2 separate regions of the Sus scrofa genome follow, and region 1 is linked to region 2. A link is a contact called in public HiChIP or PLAC-seq data. All regions are on one chromosome and are shown on one strand. Each heading gives the region's core, a stretch centred on a gene start, on an enhancer-like site or on the middle of the called end of the contact. The rest is flanking DNA. Distances are from core to core; before and after follow the strand shown. Region 1 overlaps DAB2 (disabled homolog 2). Region 2 overlaps FYB (FYN-binding protein).

Evidence for each region. HiChIP or PLAC-seq counts read pairs in DNA pulled down with a chosen protein or histone mark.
Region 1: an H3K27ac HiChIP or PLAC-seq map of alveolar macrophages shows a contact between it and region 2. The contact joins two enhancer-like sites. A contact is called at or near these places in 1 of 47 Hi-C or Micro-C datasets (embryonic fibroblasts) and 1 of 2 datasets of contacts at active chromatin or transcription factors (alveolar macrophages).

What each region holds. Positions count from the first base shown.
Region 1 is chr16:24,630,191-24,633,662 of Sscrofa11.1, reverse strand. All of the region lies in intron 2 of DAB2 (disabled homolog 2), which reads left to right. Among named protein-coding and RNA genes, the nearest start is that of C9, 56 kb to the right of the region's middle. Within about 2 kb of position 1,567, at least 4 of the 83 cell types and tissues checked have an H3K27ac peak or open chromatin away from gene starts, as enhancers often do. A contact at or near this core is called in alveolar macrophages, where this site is marked.
Region 2 is chr16:24,405,573-24,409,254 of Sscrofa11.1, reverse strand. The region is part of intron 2 of FYB (FYN-binding protein); the gene reads left to right. Among named protein-coding and RNA genes, the nearest start is that of FYB, 100 kb to the left of the region's middle. Within about 2 kb of position 1,809, at least 7 of the 83 cell types and tissues checked have an H3K27ac peak or open chromatin away from gene starts, as enhancers often do. A contact at or near this core is called in alveolar macrophages, where this site is marked.

The DNA.
Region 1 (3,472 bases), core at 318-2,817, 220 kb before region 2:
AAATTTAACCTTTAATAATATGATATTCCTTCTGTGTTTCCAAAAAACCTATGAAAGCTGTCCCCAACCCTGTACTCCAACTCACTTTACTCTGATCACTTTTTCTAGAGCACCTGTTACGTTCTGAAAGACTCTAATCCACTTATGGGTTTCCCCTGCTAGTGTGTAAACCCTATAAGGTAATAGATGTTTCTTTTGCTCACTGATGTATCCCAACCTCTAGAATAGTGCCTGGCACGTAGTAGGGACATAGATTTGTTACATGAATTAATTTTTTGGTACTGACCAATGGCATTTAGGGGTAACTTTGTTTCCTGTCTCGAAGTCGTAGTGGCTTTGAGCAGGTATCAATCACTATACCCTGTATGCTCTCCACAGCAATGAAAAAAGCTGCCAGTACTTGGAGGCCTTTTAAATTTTCGAATGGCATGGCCTCAGGGCAAAATCTGGGGTAAAGCCAGTGATTCACCATCTGTGGAGTCACACTGACTAGGCATAGTATGAGACGGGTGACATGCTCTTAAGAGTCAACAGGAATGGCACTTGACTCTTAAAGGAATTTCTTCGGTGGAGATGCAAAGGTAGAATGACATTTCAGTGAGAGACCCTCAACACTGGAAAGACTGACTCTGAGAAAAAAATTTTATATCCTGCTTCTGTTAATGAGACCTAAAACACTGTTCATCTTAGAGAAACTGAGAATGCGTGTTAGTGTTGTTTCTCTCACTACTTTCTTTGGTGGAATTCCTTGCCTACACACTTCTGTAATTTAAGGAATGCATTCTGATTTTTAAAACATTACCACTCTATCACAAACTACTATAATAAAATAGATACACAACAAAGTCCTACTATAGAGCACAGGAAAACTATATTCAATATCCTGTAATAAACCATGATGGAAAAGAAAGAAAATTACAATTATAAACATATTCCTAATTTCAAATTTTACTGCACTAGAAGGCAGCATTGGGTTATAGAAAAGCTTGATCATTACTTTTTTGAGGATTTGTCTTATCCTCCTTGTCTACAGTATTGAGTCTTTTTTAATAAAGATTGGATTAGGAACTTAATAGTGTCTTTCAACTTGTCTTCGCGCGGGGCTAAAGAGTTGAGCTAAGGAAACAAATGATCTAATTGCATTCTCTGATGCTAAAAATGCCTACATAATAAGACTAGAAAATACCAGATGCCACTGTGGAGTGAATCTAAAAGTTCAAGGACCAACTCAGGTTAGTTTTATTTAATGACCATAATAGACTGTAAAGAGAGGCTACAAATGGAGTTCCTCTCTGTTCATGTATATCCATTCATGTTTTCCTCAAGTATTTAAATGCCAATGACTTGGCAGACACAGAATTTTGCAACAGGTCATTAATGGTTCAGAGAACAGATGAGATTGCTCCAAAAGCTAAAGAAACAGCTTGCTTAAATATTACATTTTTTATGAAGCAAGGATACTTCCTTCCCAGTGAATCATTGATGTTGACATTCCTGTGTAGACTAATCAGAAATCTTTTTATAGTTGAATATAAATATGACATCTAATAATGAGCCGGGAGGTCTCAGTGGAAGCCCAGCAAAGTGGCCTGTGATAACGTGCTGTATCTACCAGTTCATCTCATGCTAAAACTCTAGACCCACATGGCATCCCCATGATTTGTCATGTTAAGAAGGTGATGAAACCCAGCAGGGGTGATACATTCGACTGGCCTGGGAGAAGGAAGGATTCTCATCTTATCCATTTATTCTAGGAAAGTCTTCCTGTAGTGAGCCAGATTTTTGACCAACTGCTTGCCCTAAAGCCAAGCCAAGTGATACGTGAGATTCTGAGTGCTAGGCAGGTTTTGTATAATAACTGGATGCGAAGGACAAATACTCAACATCATTTCTTTTCTTTTTCTTTTTTTCTTTTTTTTTTTTTTTTTGGTCTTTTTGCCTTTCCTATTGCCACTCCCATGGCATGTGGAGGTTCCTGGGCTAGGGTCTCATCGGAGGTATAGATGCCAGCCTACGCCAGAGCCACAGCAACGCGGGATCTGAGCCACGTCTGTGACCTACACCACAGCTCACAGCAACACCAGATCCCTAACCCACTGAGCAAGGCCAGGGATCGAACCCACAACCTCATGGTTCCTAGTCGGATTCGTTAACCACTGAGCCACGACGGGAACTCCATCATTTCTAGCTAAAGCTCTGAGAACTAGAAAACTGAATATATTTCACAGGCTTTTAGCACAACTGTTAGACAATACAGTACTCACATTATCAACTCAAGTCAGAAGGTTACCCAGCATTAGAGTGAAACTAATGCTATTACACATTTTAAAAGACCACACATAGATCTAATATATCAGTCTTTATAGTCCACAAAGTCAGAAAAGCTAGATTTTCCTAGTATATAAGTTTATCATTTCAAACATGTTAAGCTCTTTGGGAGGCACCAATTCCTTGGTCACTATATGAACTGTTGATTTATTTAGTTATGCATTTATTTCCTTTTAAAATATCCAAACTGAGTTTTTTATCAGGGTAGTGGTATAGGTTTATAGGAACTAGAATATTGCATTAAATATTACTTCATATAAAGATAAGACACTTGTTACTTCTTTAATCTTGTAGAATAATATCTAGATCAGAAGTAAAACAAAAACAAAATTATGTTGATCCTGGGAAAGAAAAATAGCATTTTTCTAAGTTCCTCAAAGTCATCTGTTCATGCTGCCTCAAGAACTTATCTTTAAAAAAAGAGAAAATAGGGAGTTCCCTTTGTCGCTCGGTGGTTAACAAGCCCAACTTGGATCTATGAGGATGCAGGTTCGATCCTTGGCCTCACTCTTTAACGGATCCAGCGTTGCCCTGAGCTGTGTGGTGTAAGTGTCAGACGCAGCTTGGATCCCATGTTGCTGTGGCGTGGTGTAGGCCGGCAGCTGCAGCTCTGATTCGACCCCTAGCCTGGGAACCTCCATATGCCTCAGGTGCGGCCCTAAAAAGACGAAAGACAAAAAAATAAAAAAGAGAAAATAGTAAATGAAATAGTCAAGACTTGAGCCTTTGAAAAATTGTCTAATGACATAACCAGGACACTTTTCTTAGATAGCTTGTTTTTAATGCAGCTGGTATAAATTTGATTTTTTTCCCCTTTTCCCCAGCCCTGGAATGATTTTAATGTTAGAAAAGATGACTTAAGAAAACAGTGAAGTTTAATATATGTTAGAAGATCTTCAAAGTCACTCTTTAAATCCCAGAATAAACTTTTCAAAATCTGTACAGATTAAGGTGATACTTGAGATCTTTCCTTGTGTTCTTTGATCATGACAACAAAGAAAGAAGACCTCGTAAGAAAGCTGTGTCTTCATTGTCTAAGAACTCTTAACTTAGTTCCCTGGAATGCCACATCCATTTTAACCTTGTTTGTAGAAGTCACGTAAATAACTTGCCGAAGGTGGAATAGAAACTGACTTCCTAAAAG
Region 2 (3,682 bases), core at 560-3,059:
TCATTATGAAATTATAGAGTAGTGATTCCACATACTCTCATGGCAACTTTTGTTTTTCTTCTATTTTTGTCTCCAGGAGAAGGTAGGGGTTTTTCCCGATGAGGTCAAAAGAAGCCTGTCACTAGTTCCAACCATCATACATCCACACTCCAGACCATGTGAGACATTCTCATCTCAGAAGCATTTCAACTCACTCAATCCAGTTCATTGCTAATGTCAGGGACATCCATTACTTGGGGTCTTCTCCCAACCCTGTTTAGTAGATGTCTCAGTTGCTGTTGATATATTCCCTAGCAGCATCCACTGGGACCTCCTTGTTTGATGTTGTCTTGGATTCTTCATAATGAAAATAAGTAGCCAAAACAGAGTTTGCCTGGGTAAACCTCCACTCTCTTCTCTCTTGCCACCCTACACCCTCTCTTCCTCCCTCCAGCTCAGGGGTCTGACTGTCAACCATTCCCAGAAGTTAGTTATCAGTTCTGCTCGTGCCCAAATCATCTCAGCATACAGCGCACACATGCACACACACGTGAGCATGCAAACATATACCCATGACTTTGGGGAATTTCTAAGGTCCTCGCTTTCACAAAAAAAAAAAAAAAAAAAACGACTCAGAAAACTGATTCAGGGGTAGGGGGAGAGCTCTGCCTATATTTTTTGCTTTTAATCTAGTAATTACTGATTTGGAGTTTTGCCTTCTATCTCCTTAGTGCTGCTTTCATCTTGGACAGTAATATGTACATTTTTTTATTATTTCACCATTGAGATACTGAAAAAACTTTCAAAAGGAAGATGTTGAGCAAAAATAAGTGAGCAAGAGAAAGAGAAAGAAAGATATTTTTGGTTTCCTGAAATAGTAGAAAGAACAAAAGACTTGGATAAGGAAAAATAGGCCCCTAGAACTAAGATCTCATGATTTTAAGCTTTGCATCCTTTCATGAATTGCTAAACTTTCCTGGACCTCAAATTTCTTATCTTTGATCAGAGTGGAGGACACTTTTAAGAGTTATCCGTTGCTATGTCATCCCTAAGGTTATCTGATTATTTCATTCTGTACTTGAAAGTCTTATGCAGAAGTAAGAAGATGGCTTCATAAAGAATCAACAAGAGGAGTTCCCGTCGTGGCGCAGTGGTTAACGAATCTGAGTAGGAACCAGGAGGTTGCGGGTTCGGTCCCTGCCCTTGCTCAGTGGGTTAATGATCCGGCATTGCCGTGAGCTGTGGTGTAGGTTGCAGACGCGGCTCGGATCCCGCGTTGCTGTGGCTCTGGCGTAGGCCGGTGGCTACAGCTCCGATTCAACCCCTAGCCTGGGAACCTCCATATGCCGCAGGAGCGGCCCAAGAAATAGCAAAAAAGACAAAAAAAAAAAAAAATCAACAAGAATTTTTATGCCAAACTACGTGAAAGGCACAGAAACAATAAATTTTCAAGGAATTCCAGTCGTAGACTTTTACGGTTGTCTTTGGGAGCAGAGACTCTAATTCCTTAGCTGTTTACTCCACAAGAGGTATAGGGTAGGTTGTCAAAAGGGATTCTTTCCTGCCCCTCCTAACCCCCATCTTGGTGAACCCACTTTGTCTGGTTCTTTTCCCTTTCTGGAGACAAAACTGGTGGTTAGTATTCTACAAACTGTATGTTAAGGATCCTGGTTGCTTTGTCTTCTTTTCTCTTGTCTTTTTCATCTGCCATCTCCTAAAGTCATCTTCTGATCTCCCCCACTGCCTCTATCATCCCTACCCTGACTTGTTCACTTCCCCATCCATCTAATTAGAAAAGAGGTAGCATGGTGTCATCTTAATGAGGCCTTTCCCGTTTCATAATCACCTGCTTCTCTTACTTCAACTATGGTTGGGTCATGTGAGTGTTGGTTCTTACAGAAAGGACAAGAAACAACCAGAAAAAACTTTCTCACTCTGAGAAAATGAAGTGCAAACTGAAAGCATCAGTTTGTAGCCAATACGATGTTACTGAAAGTCAAAAATAAACAAGCTGTGCTTTAAGACAGAAGAAAGAGAGGCTGTGATAATACTGCACTTCAGGCCACCAGTTGCACACCCTAGTAGCACAATGACTTTCTTTTTTTGTAGTTGTTATTTGTGTGTTTCTTTGTTTTTGCTTTTTAGGGCCTCACTCGTGGCATATGGAGGTTCCCAGGCTAGGGGTCAAATCGGAGCTGTAGCCGCTGGCCTACACCACAGCCACAGCAACGCCGGATCTGAGCCATATCTAAGACCTACACCACACAACCCTGGATCCTTAACCCACTGAGCAAGGCCAGGGATAGAACCCACGTCCTCATGGATACTGGTCAGATTTCATTTCCACTGAGCCACAACAGGAACTCCTTATTCATTCTTTTAAAGAATCTACCTAAGGGAGTTCCCGTTGTGGCACAGTGGTTGGCGAATCCGACAGAACCATGAGGTTGTGGGTTCGATCCCTGCCCTTGCTCAGTGGGTTAACCATCCGGCATTGCCGTGAGCTGTGGTGTAGGTTGCAGACGCGGCTCAGATCCCGCGTTGCTGTGGCTCTGGCGTAGGCTGGCAGCTACAGCTCTGATTCGACCCCTAGCCTGGGAACCTCCATATGCCACGGAAGCGGCCCAAGAAATAGTAAAGAGACAAAAAAAAAAAAAAAAAAAGAATCTACTTAAAATATCTCTTTATACCTTAATCTAAACCTTTTACCAGATCAGTAGCACCAACATTAGCTTGAGTTTCACTATTTCTTTAAGGGAGAAGAAAGCCAAATTAATGTTTCTCAAAGTATGGTCCGAGGTCTACATGCATCAGAACTCCCTGAGCTTCTAGGCAAGAGGGCAGACCTCTGAGCCCCATCCAAGATCATCTGAATCAGAATCAGAATCTCCAGAACCTGTTTACTAAATATGCACCTAAGGGATTCTTAAATTTTAAAAACTACTGCGTTAGATCTGAATACAGTAATCAGCCTTATACTCAATTTCTGAATAAATTCTGACAACTTAATAAGACCTTAAAAGGTGATTTCTTTTTGGAGCTAGGTGTCATATTTCAGTTGAAATATCTAAAACGTTAAATATTTTAAGTTTTAAAATAGCTATCTGTATAATTTATTACTATTTCATCTATGGTAAAATAAGGGTACCCTAAAAGTTTTATATGATTGCTTTACATACTTAATTTTTTCCCATCATGCACTAACTTTTTGGTCACTACGTAATTAATTTGTGCTTTTTTTCTGTGTAATGTTATTCTTTTTTTTTTAGGACCACACCCGAGACATATGGAGGTTCCCAGGATAGGGTCTAATCAGAGCTACAGCTGCTGGCCTACACCACAGCCACAGCAATGCCAGATCCAAGCCTTGTCTGTGACCTACAACACACCATAGCTCATGGCAACGCCAGATCCTTAACCCACTGAGCAAGGCCAGGGATTGAACCCATAACCTCATGGTTCCTGGTTGGATTCGTTCCACTGAGTCACACTCCTGTTTCGTGTGATTCTGATTCGATCTCTCTAACTTACTGGGGTTTCTTTAAGTGTAATTCTTATCTTCTAAAGTAGCAGTAGGCCCTTCGACGAGGTGTTATCAGCAATCTACGTGTGCATCTTTGATGCAGTCCTGCAAAAGACTGCATTGGAAGTAATGGTCAAAACGAGCCCTGTGAGCACAAATTGCAGATGTCAAAGTTTACCA